Regions from separate parts of the Mus musculus genome. Here region 1 is linked to region 2. The links are chromatin contacts, called in public HiChIP or PLAC-seq maps. All regions are on one chromosome and are shown on one strand. Each heading gives the region's core, a stretch centred on a gene start, on an enhancer-like site or on the middle of the called end of the contact. The rest is flanking DNA. Distances are from core to core; before and after follow the strand shown. Region 1 overlaps Gm36631 (a long non-coding RNA gene). Region 2 has its middle 80 kb from the start of Gm36631.

Evidence for each region. HiChIP or PLAC-seq counts read pairs in DNA pulled down with a chosen protein or histone mark.
Region 1: a contact with region 2 is called in a BATF HiChIP or PLAC-seq map of CD8 T cells, with 13 read pairs. The contact joins two enhancer-like sites. A contact is called at or near these places in 1 of 15 datasets of contacts at CTCF or cohesin (CD8 T cells), 16 of 484 Hi-C or Micro-C datasets (CD4 T cells, CD8 T cells, Th17 cells and 6 more) and 1 of 115 datasets of contacts at active chromatin or transcription factors (CD8 T cells).

Annotation. Positions count from the first base shown.
Region 1 is chrX:59,590,621-59,596,739 of GRCm38.p6, forward strand. All of the region lies in intron 1 of Gm36631 (a long non-coding RNA gene), which reads left to right. Among named protein-coding and RNA genes, the nearest start is that of Gm36631, 4.4 kb to the left of the region's middle. Within about 2 kb of position 2,516, at least 2 of the 459 cell types and tissues checked have an H3K27ac peak or open chromatin away from gene starts, as enhancers often do. A contact at or near this core is called in CD8 T cells, where this site is marked.
Region 2 is chrX:59,506,529-59,512,187 of GRCm38.p6, forward strand. It overlaps a transcript of Fgf13 not described here. Among named protein-coding and RNA genes, the nearest start is that of Gm36631, 80 kb to the right of the region's middle. Within about 2 kb of position 1,948, at least 8 of the 459 cell types and tissues checked have an H3K27ac peak or open chromatin away from gene starts, as enhancers often do. A contact at or near this core is called in CD8 T cells, where this site is marked.

The sequences.
Region 1 (6,119 bases), core at 1,266-3,765, 85 kb after region 2:
AGAGTGCATTGGATCTCCTAGAGCTACAGTTACAGGCAGTTGTGAGGCCCCAGACACGAATGCTAGGAACTAAAGTAGGGTCTCTTCAGTACCTGTTCTTAGCCACTGACCACTGACACATTCCTCTACCCACCTTGTTGTGGCTTTTAAGAAGAGAAACCATATTGTACCTACTCTCAAAGATTTTTCCATTTCCTGTAACATTTTATGAACAATCATTGGCTGTGAGCTACAACAGTTAGGGAACCTAAGATGACAAAATTGGTGGTATGGGTACAAACAAATGTCAGCTAGCACCCTGACAAAATAATTATAGGAGTAGCCTTGACTGATGTGGGATCTGGTATCATTTCTCTCAATATCATGAACTTACCAAGTGATTAATATTTGATGGACTGGAAGTGGCTTTAGACTCTAAGGCAGGGAAACTGAGTCTTAGAGACTGCAAGTGACCGCCCAAAACCACATGGTAAACTGGCAATATCAACAATCAAAAAAGAAGCCACTGAGTTCCTACACATGTTGTTCTTTGTATTCATTCCATCCCATATGTACACACATGCACACATGTGCATGTGTGCACACATATATCTCCTGTGTTGAAATTCTACCCTCTAGTACCTAAGAGTGTGATGAAACTAAGATTCAGGATAAATTTTGGAGAAAATATTCACCCCACAAATAGTCACTTTGATGTAGCAAACACCTTATAGAGCACCATATGGTTATAATGATAGCCTTTTACAAATACTGTCCTAATACAAGCTGGTTGTGGAGATAGCATATCCATCTATAGCTAAACTATGGAATCCAAAGTACTGAGAAAACAGAAGTAAGTATTGAAAAACTGTAAGTGGAGATCAGAATGAAACAAATAACATTTGAGTAAAATCAAAGGTTATCGGGTAAGACATGTCTTCAGAAATGAGTGAAAATGGGATGCCATACCAGAAAAGGGCATTCTGAGTGGGATGAACAGCATAAGCATAAGTATGGTAGTGGGATGAAAGCGCTGGCTCTAGTGGGCACAGTATACTTGCTAAATGGCAGCTGTATAAGAGAGATAGTAATGGCCTGAATTGGGATAGAAGTAGAAGACCCAAGGCAAAGAATGTATTCTTTGGGTTCAATAGATTTCTATGGTACTCTCCCTCAGCTTCAGAGCTACAGTAGCAGAGGGAATAGAAGTTGTATGCTTTAGTCACCTAGTAAGATTTAATTAGGTCAGTGTACCCCAGTTCTGTGCCAAGCCCCTACTACACCATAACCCAAACCCACAAACTCAGACAAGGGAAAACTAAGGTGAGACTTGAGATGGGGAGGGCTGTGGGTGGAAAGTATCAGCTAAGTGAGCATTTCATTTGATTCCACTTTTAAAATGCTGAAAAGGATCTCTAAGGGACTGTTAAGGAGATGAGAGAGAGGGAGATGGAGAGGCAGAGGGGGAGGCAGAGGGGTAGACATAGGAAAGAGGGAGAGCAGGAGGGAGGGGGAGAGGGAGGGGGAGGGGGAGAAGGAGAGGGAGGGATCCTTAATCTGATCATTCGTACAAAAAGAGTCTCTAAATAAAATGATAGGAAGAGAAATTGAGGATAGAAATGACAGGAATTTGATCACAGAGGAGTGAGGGTTTGGAGATGTCTCTCAAGTAAACGTAAGGCTCTGAAATCGGAAAAGATATGGAAAAAAAGTTAATGTGATTACAATACACAGAGCTGAGAACACAGCCTGACATTATGTTATAAGGACAGAGAGGGAACAGACTACACATGGCCTTATGGGTCACATTAAGGAATTAGAACATTATCCCCTGAAGCAACTGCAAGTCATTTAAGTGTTCTAAGCTGGAGGTGTGAATGTTAAGATTTGCATTTTGAAACATATTGCTGGCAATATTATGGAACTGCACTGGTAGATTTAGGAACAGAAGTAAGGGCCTAACTGGCCACCTATTACAGAAAATTGAATCAAACTTAACAGGGCATTTGAGGTGCTGGAGTGATGGTTTAGCAGCCAAGAGTGCTTGCTACTCTTTCAAAAGACTGGAGATTGCTTCCCAGTATTCACGTTGGGCAGGTCATGATGAATATGTCTCTAGCTCCAGGAAATCTGTATTTTCTTCTGGCTTCTATGGGTACCTGCACTCACATGTATACACACACACACAAATCAGTAAAAAAAGAACAATAGTAGTCTGCAAAAGCTGATGTATTTATCAATACTTTTATCACCTCTGTGAACAAATACTCAGTAGGAACAACTTATGAGACAAAAATGATATGTCTTCATTCCCAGTTTCAGAGACTTCAGTCAATGCTTGCATAGACACACTTGACTGGGAAGATCAAGGTATCAGGACCATGTGACAGAGGGGAGTGGTTCACATTAAAGCAGAGAGACAGAGGTAAGAAAAGGGACTGTGATAGTCCAAAATACCTATCACCTAGTACACTAGTTACTCATGAAGCTTCTGTGGCCACCTGAAATAACACCAAGAATTCATCACATAAGCCAGTAGGGGGACGATTTCATATGCAAACTAAATCAAGGTGATAGAATAAATATGACAAGTGAAGAAGTCAGGGCTGATTAGTAGGATTCTGGTCACAGTAGCTTAACTGCAGAGATAGACGCTAGGAGAAATATACTTAGAAAGAGAAGAAAGATAATGAGATTAGTTTGGCATCTGGTAGATATTCAGTTCTTGTTGAGCAGGACTATAATCTTTAGGCCAAGTAAACAAGCAAGCAGGGGAGTCACAGTGCTCCATTCTTTGTTGCTTTTCTTGTTGCCCGTGTCTGGTATCTGGGTTTTCTGTGAGCTCTATTCTTGAGGAGTTTCTTGTGGAATGAGTTCCAACTCGCTTCTTGATTTTTTTTTTTTTTTTTTTTTTTTTTTTTTTTTTTTTTTTTGAGGAATGAGTTCACCCCTTAAGCACGGTGACAGCGACAAGAAGCTTGCATCAGTCTGACAGTCCTAAGAACAACCACAGGTCACTACCATTTCCTATTTGTTCTGGGAGAGCCTTGTGATGTACTTTCCAAGCATGAATTCATTTGTTCTTTATAAAGCCATGTGATAAAGACAGGAAATGAAAGAGGTGACACCTATGTGGGCTAAAGAATGAAAAATGAAGTACCATGTCTAAGTCACTCAGCAAGCTATTTCATCCATGTGCATCTGGGACTGTTCTTTTGGTTCACTGTTTTCACTCTTCACTTTTCAGTGACTATAGCACTAGTATATGCCATGACACAAAGAAAGGACATACCAAGAAGACAATGAAAGATACTATTCATCATAATTAAACACAGGAAATAGTAGCATTTTTCTATAGCTCTTTAAATTCTATATGAAGCTATCTAAATAACTTTTACTCATTTGCTGACACACATATAGTGTGTGTGTGTGTGTGTGTGTGTGTGTGTGCATACACAGTGTGTCTGTGTGTGAAATTACAAAGTGCCAAGTATAATAAATCATGGACTCTAGTCTTTTAAAAGCCATATGATATTTAGTCCAAAGTAATTTAATCAAAGGAAGTGCCCTGGATAGACAAAGAGATTGTCATCTGGGAAAATGAAATTTACAAAGGAAATAGTGTCCCTTCATTCCAGAAGCCTGGATCAGCAACAGCATTGGCAATGCTAGTGATAGAAGCACCAGGTTAAGGGGATTCACACAGGAGTAAAGCAGAAGTTTTATTGGAAGAATTCAATGAAGGAGGAAGAGGAGGAGTAAAGACAGCAAACCAGTGTCAAAGCAGCTTAAGTCCTTCAGGCCATGACCTGCCCCTGCACTTAGGGTAACCTTACAAAGAGGTTGCTTTTAGAGAATTAATGGTTGATGAGGAAGAAGTAAGGGCTTTCTATCTCAAAACATATTTTTAGGATTTTTGATTGTAAGTGAGAAAACCCAAACTTTAATAGCACAGCTGGTTCTTCTACAAAGATGAGCATGGCCCTGATAATTTAATAAATATATATTTAGTGGGAAGAAACCTCTTTCCCAATTATTCCAGTAAAAGTTCCAGAATTGATTAGAGCAGCAGTGCGTGGGAGAGGGGTTCACAAAGTTCATACCCATAGCTGAAGAACAATTAGAAACTGCTGGCTGCTAAGAGACAGAGTCAAGCTTCATGTAATATGCCCCCTGGCAGTGCCCATGTGTCAGAAGATGGCCCTAAAACTATGTACATATTGGTAGCATTAGTTGGATTGAATGGGTTTTAAAAGAAAAAAAAAGGGTAAATGAATGTATTGGAAGATGGCTCAGCTCTAACACTTGTTGTTCATGCAGAAGATGGAGATTCAGTTCCAGCACCTACATGGTAGCTAATTCTAGTCCCAGAGGATCCAATAGCCTTTTCTGGCCTCTGCAGGCACTTCATGCACATGGTTCCCAGTCAGACATACACACAAAACACTCATACACATAAAAGAAAAAGAAATAAATCTTTTTAAAACAGAGTTCATGAAGTTGGGAAGGAAAAGTGGTAAGTGGGAGGGGTGGTGAGAGTCCTCAGAATGGATGCACTTAGAGATGAACTGGATTAAAATATACCCTATTTGTATACAAAACTCTCAAACAATGATTTCTAGAATCGAGTCTTGTTAGACTGATGAAGCCATTAGTCTTTTTTTAATTTAATTTTTTTTTGGACAATGTATCAGTATGTAGCCCTGGCTGGTCTGGAATTAACTTATGTCAATCAGGCTGTCTTCAAACTGACAACAATCTGCCTGCTTCTGTGTCCCACATGCAAGAATTAAAACTGGGCACGACCATACCCAGCTTAAAATTTTAATGTAATATTTTTTATCAATTCCTTGAGAATTTCATGCAATATATTTTCATGTTATTCACCCCATTCCTCCTGCTCTATTTTTATATATTTACCCCTCAGCTCCACACCTTCAGCTCCATACCTTCATGTCATCTTTTAAAAACATAAATAACCCACAAATTAGGGAGGAAGGCAGAACAAATAACAAGGATGTTTGACAAAGCCCCAACAAAGTAATTGTATTACCTTATATTTACCTAAATTCCACCCCCCCCTCTCTCTCTCTCTCACACACACACCCAAAATTAAGTTATGCCTTTGGCTGACAATGCTCTCCAGAATAGCCATAGATTATGGAACAAAAACTTTAGTATCAAGGCATGAGAAACCTCCATTTGAGTGGATGATCAGGGTAATTCAAATGACTCTCAGAAAAAGATAGGCCACTGTTGTTGCTCTTTGTCACCTCTCAGAGATTGAGGCAAAGTCCTTATTACTGAAGAAATCACACACTTAGGACACGGGACTCAGATCATTTGAACTAGATCTAACATGAAAACTTCCTTCCTCCAGGTAGCTTTTATAGTACAAGAAAATATTAGATTCACTGACAAGGGAAGGAAGCAATCAGGAGCCCTATCCATCTGTGATACCTATGACCTGTAACAATGGCCAGAAAGGCAAGATACCTCTAAAGACACTACTACAGTGGCAGTCATATCTTGGGGGTAACCAACAAGTGTCTAGTTGGGCATAAGGCCTACTCATTAGAAAGGAAATCAATATGGTATTAGACACTCAGCCAACTGCCTGGGATAGTGATGCCATGAAAAGAACCTACAACCAACATCTTGCCAAACTGGTATAATTCCCAACTGCATTCTAAATCTTATCCTTATACTTAAAGTTGAGTGTTGCTCTCTACTCTCTATACCACATACAGACTACTACAGAAAACCACAGCTGGTCATAAGACAGAGATAAATGGATTGTGGAGGGACCAACTCTCAAAAGATACATGTTCAACACAACTCTTATATCTAAGGCTCCTGGAACAGCATAAATGAAAGGACCGGGAGATTAGAAGCATCAAAGGATCAAGAAGTCTGCTATGAGAATTTGTCTCTTAGAAATGACAGGGAGGCTACACACATGATACTTCAACAGTATGGCTGAACAATAATCATATCAACAGTCATGCTAATGTGGAAGAGGAAACTCTCAGGGTCCCACCCTTGAAAAACAAAAACAAAAACAAAAACAAAAAACAAGCAATGAAAAACTGCTGAGAGAGGGATTATTAGCTTCTCTCAGAGCCCCTAATTGGTGGTCC
Region 2 (5,659 bases), core at 698-3,197:
CAGAGGTGTGTGTGTGTGTGTGTGTGTGTGTGTGTGTGTGTGTGTGTGTGTATGTATGTAAGAGGGGGAGAGAGTGAAGAAAGAGAAAAGGGGGAACAGCTGGAGAATGGACCAGAGTAGGAGGCAGAAGGAGAGGAGAGAGTGGTGGCAGCAGAGACAGCCAATTAATCAACCATAGTACACAGTATAAAATCATTATTAGCACTGCTCTGGCCCTTGGACTTTTATATTAATCTACTATGGCTAAATATCCATCGGCTTTGTTGGTTGCTTGGTAATAATTCAATGACTTCTTGTATGTTATTCTCTGGGATTGATTTATTCATGTTTCCTACTTAATCTTGCATGAGATTTTATGGTTTATAATTTTGCAGGGAGACATTCATGCTCATTCTGATTTATCTGATTTATTAGCATACAATAGAAACCACTCTTTCTCTTCATACTTCCGAGTCTTTTCCATTGCTTGCCAGGCTTTCCATCCCATCCTTAAGCTAATGATTCTGTTTCCTCCTCCTTTTAGAGTTCAGCACACAGTTGCAACTTTTATTTTTTTTAATCATCTATATACTTTATCAGCTTTTTTCCAGAGGTTCATTTTAGCTTGTAGGCTTATTATTCATCCACCCACTGTTTCTGCCTTCTGGCACTGCCCCTACATAAAGACAGGAGGTGTAAGCACAATTCATTATGTATTACCTTTCCTTCATGAAAAAACAAACATCTAATGAAACCCATCTTCCTCTAAGCACCATGTGAGCAACTCCCCATATTATATTGTTATACTAAACTCATAAAAGTTCAAAAAATTGCTTGTCTTTCTGAAAAGTATGAGGTATTGGTTCCATAATTCTCTCATAATCAAGGCGTTAGGTTTTATTATGAGTATGATGTTAATTTGCTATTCATCTCTTAGTATGGCTTCAATAAACGAATGCTTTCTTGGTATTTTTATCTTTTCATATTTACAAAGTATGTATTGTATTCTGTGCATAGTATTAATTTTAAGAATGGGCTGTACACATTTGTGAAGAAGTTTGATCATCATATTCTGAGTGAATAATGTGATTATCTTGAAATTTATGTTGTCTTTTTTTAATTAAAATAAGAGCAAGAGGACTCTAAGAAATATATGTTTTACTTTTTAGATCCTAATCTTAATTATGGGAATTTTTTCCAAAGGAATATTAAATGCCATTAGTTAATTCTCTAATGTTGTTATTTAACATAAGAATGACACTTAGTTTAAGCAAAATATTTCAATGTGTTAATTTTAATCAAATGTAGGAATTCATGACATTGGATGTGACTAATACAGTAAGATCTCTGGTTAGCAGAATAAGAATACAATTGAAATATATACACATTTCTAAGTAAACAGCTATGGTCCATAAGAGAAAAGGCCATGCACTTCTTGGTGGAAAAGAACTGTTACTGTGGACAAATACATATTTATAATTTCAGGTTATACAAAGGTGTTTTCATTGACAATGTTCTTGGATTTCTTAGTGACTGACAGAGATTGCAAGCCACTAGTTCCCAGTGTTTGGCCATGTAACCCTTCATTGCTCAACATGTTGAAGAACTAGCATTTTCCATTAATTATACTTCAGAAAATACTGTTGATAAATAACCAGAGAAGATTTCCAAAGATAAGGCTGCCTGGCTTCTAGAAGAGGTGTCCCAGGCAAGGACAAATCTGCATCAGCAGAAGGCTATTCAAGTTGAAGGTAAGCCTTAAAGAATAAAAATCAAAATGTTAATAGGAAGCTGGATCACAGAAATTACAGATGACTAAGATGCAGCTTGTGAGAGGACTGGTTCAGTGGCTACTGTATACATTTCAAAGGACCATAGGCAGAGACTGTCTTTCTCGGGTTATACAGAACACATGCCAAAAACCCCACGTGGACCGGTGCCACTCTTTGCTTGGCACTGGAACTTTGCTCATGCTGCTTCGTCTTAGTGGTTTTCCTGTTGTGGTTAAATATGAGCACACTTAAACTCTACCTCCCACACAACCACTTTACCTGATTTCAGTCCTAAATGCAAAATAACTTCCTCACATACTCATAGTTGTCAACTAGTATCATGATTTCTACAAAGGACAACTTATCAACAGCCTAGCTTTCCTTAAGTAAAAGGACTTTGTGGGTCACTGTTGAGACTATAATATACAACCTAGAGTAGTTTGAGACAGAACACATATGATAAGCAATTAAGCATAAAGTCATTAAAATTAAATGGAAAATACCCATGTCTTTGAAAAACTCTTTCTGTTTCTCCTTACCAGAGCTGGGACAAATGATCCTACTGTGTGCTACTCAAGGTCATAAAACTCCACTCACTAGATTGTAATTTCCTGCTTATATAGAAGGCCTTCTAACTAGTGTGAACTTTGTGAATGGAAAAGGAAATGTCTATATTGAAATCTATAACCACACATTAGAAGACTCAAAAGCAGCCCCTCCAAGGTTTTGTGATTCACTAGGATTCACAGAATTGAGGAAATTGTCACACCCACATCTACAATGTATTCGGCCAAGCCACACAAAGCAAAATCAATAGAGGGCAAAATGCACATAAAGCAAAACCTGGATGAGACAGGGGGAAGCTTCTCAGGGCTCTCTTCCAGTGAAGCCACACAAGAGAAACTTAATTCCTACAGCAAAGTGTGGTGACACCTATGAAATGTCAGGCACACTCATGAAACTCGGTGCTCGAGGATTTGGCAGGCAGACGCTGGCCATACAGATACTTTGTGCCAAGCATATAGCAAAGTCCCAGACGCCGCAAATGAAAGGAAGTGTTCTGCATGAGCCACATTGTGTGCTCCGACAATTCAGACACTGTGCCATTAGAAAACGGTTGAGAGGCTTCTGAAATTCAAATTCTCAGGTGCCAGCCAACAAACAATCATGTCAGCTAGCCTTTCAAAAGAGAGCTAGCAGGCCTTCTATGTCATCTCTTGTCTTTACAATCCATAATTCCCAGGACTGCTCCTGACACAGAATACTCATTCATGCACCAGTGCATGAAGAATGAGTGAGTGGCAGACAATGAGACAGACCAATCACTTATGTTATCCCATGGCTTTTCACAATGATCCTGCAACCAAAACATCCTTAGTATAATTGTTAACAGATAAAAAACAGGCTCTGAGGGGTTAGAGAGCATATTCAGAACCACAGCAATAAAGATAGAATTTGATTTCCTGGATGCCTAATATACATACCATGCCACTGTCTTCATAGCACAAGTGGCTATTTGGGAAGAATGTAAGAGCAGCAAACAAGTCAAAAGAGGTAGCAAAAATAGTGTGGCTAGAGAGAAGAAAAATCCAAAGATGCTCTTGACACATGCTGAATAAGTTTGCAAAAGTTCTCAAGAGGCATTCATTGGTTCATGGGTGATTTATGCAGAGAGTGCCACATCCTCTTTGGGATTCCTTCCATTCTCTGAAGGCAACCACTTAGCTGACTGAAAACTGAATCATAGGCCACTTTACCATTTAGAGATTAGGTGTGTGCCAGAGGCCCAGCTATGCTCATCAGGTCTCAGCAGATGGAAGTCCATTAAAGGACTCAATGAAAAGTATGAAGTCTCCAGACTTTCAGAATCCCACAATAGGTATCAACAAGGGGAAATGTTTCCTGCTCACCTTAAATTAACTTACATGTACCTAGGGGAAAAAAAAGATAATCTAAACATTGGAAGACCTCATTTTGTGGGTTCATTTTAAGTTTATTCATTTATTAATTTAACCAATGACTTTGTAGAATAACATGCCAGGGTAGATACTGGATGCTATGTCACCAAAGAAAATAAGGTACACTGCACAATGTAAAAGATACAGAGGAATGGAGTAAGAAGAGAGGTCTATGCACTGGAGAAAAGTATACAAAAGCACTAAGGTAAAAGTGATTGCACCGGACCACACCTTTCTTCTTTAAATATTATACTGTTTTCTTTCTGTGTATCATAATCATTCTATCCTATCTGAACTTTAAAGACAGATCTCTTACTGAGAAGAGTGTCACAAACATTATCTCTGAAGTGCTTTTCCAAATCAATGCTAGTTCAAACTGAGACATTTTACCTACCTCTCAGCACAAGCTGTCCTGTGTCACCTGTTCCTGGTAAGTCATACCACCATGTTGGTTGATCCAAACAACAAGGAACCAATTTTTATTCCTATCTTGTCCTCACAGAAGAACTCTACACTTGACCACTGCTTACCCATCAGCCAGCTCTTCGGGTGAGCTTATAGCCTTAGTTAAGGTTACAATTGCTATGATGAAACACCATGGTCGAAAGCAACTTGGGGAGGAAATGGTTTATTTTACTCACAGATCCATTCAACAGTTCACTATCAAAAGCAGTGAGGACAAGGACTCATTCAGGGCAGGAACCTGGAGGCAGGTGATGATGTAGAGGCCATGGAGGGATACTGATTACTGGCTTGTTCCCCATGGCTTGGTGAGCCTGCTTTCTTATAGAACTCGGGACCACCAGCCTAGAGACAGCACCATTCACAGGGAACTGGCCCTCCTCCATCAATCATTAGTTGAGAAAATGCTGAACTCAAAGTGACAAGGCCAGAGATGTATTTTAATGACTCTCTAGAGCTTTCTTGGTCTACTTGAATTTACAGTAAAGGTTAACCATCACAACCGTGAAGACGGATATCAAATGTATTCTACCAAGTTGTCAGATTCCTAAAAGGCACATAGCAGGGACAATAACTATCTCAAAGCAAGTGTCTGACAATGCAGTTCAGTGAATGTTATGGTCTGTAAACACAAGGCCATGGTCTTGATACAATTTGGGAATCACACTGATTATCTCAGGGTCAGAAGAAGAGGTCTCTGGACTTAAGGTTGAGCAGAGGCATTTCAAGACTTCAAATACATGTTCTGCCAGAGGAGCCGAGTGTGAAGGTGAGACAACCCATGTCTTCTATGAGCCCTAAACTGGTACTGTAAACACTGGTTCTTTAGAAGTACATCTGTTTCCAAACTTACTTGTGATAAATGTGTTTCATCACATTTTTCCAAGCTGTAAGCAATGACTGAGATGTTTATTGTCAATATTTTAGTTGTCAAGTGAGAAAATAGCACAGATAATCAGTTACAGGTTCTGTGGATAAAAATGACAACTGAAAGAGAAAATGATAAAAATATCACCACATAAAAACATAAATGGCATCACAGACAATCAAATAGACAAAGTGTAAAATTTTAGAGAGTAACAAAATTCTTTCCAAGAATACCTCAATTAAGTACACAGTTCTTCAAAACTTATTTCTAAATAGCACATCTTTATTTCTTAATAGTTTTTAGAACAGGTGGCTTTAGACTTTCAGGTGTACAAAGGTTAAGAACAAGGACTGCCTATACTTAGCTCATAGTTCAGTTACTTTCAAGACCTGTGACCAGTGTTATCTCTTTGACCCTTGCCTTCCTCCCCATCTTTGAAGCAGCAGAGATAATCCCTGTCTCAATTGTTGCTATAAAGTTTAAATGCATTAGTATAGAGAAAGAACAGAATGAGCATTCACCAAATGTGCCTTGCTTTCATTGTGATGGTGGCTGTCTTTATTCATATAGAACATAAGCTGAAGGCTGAAGAAAAACAGGCAAGTGGTAGCTCTGATAGA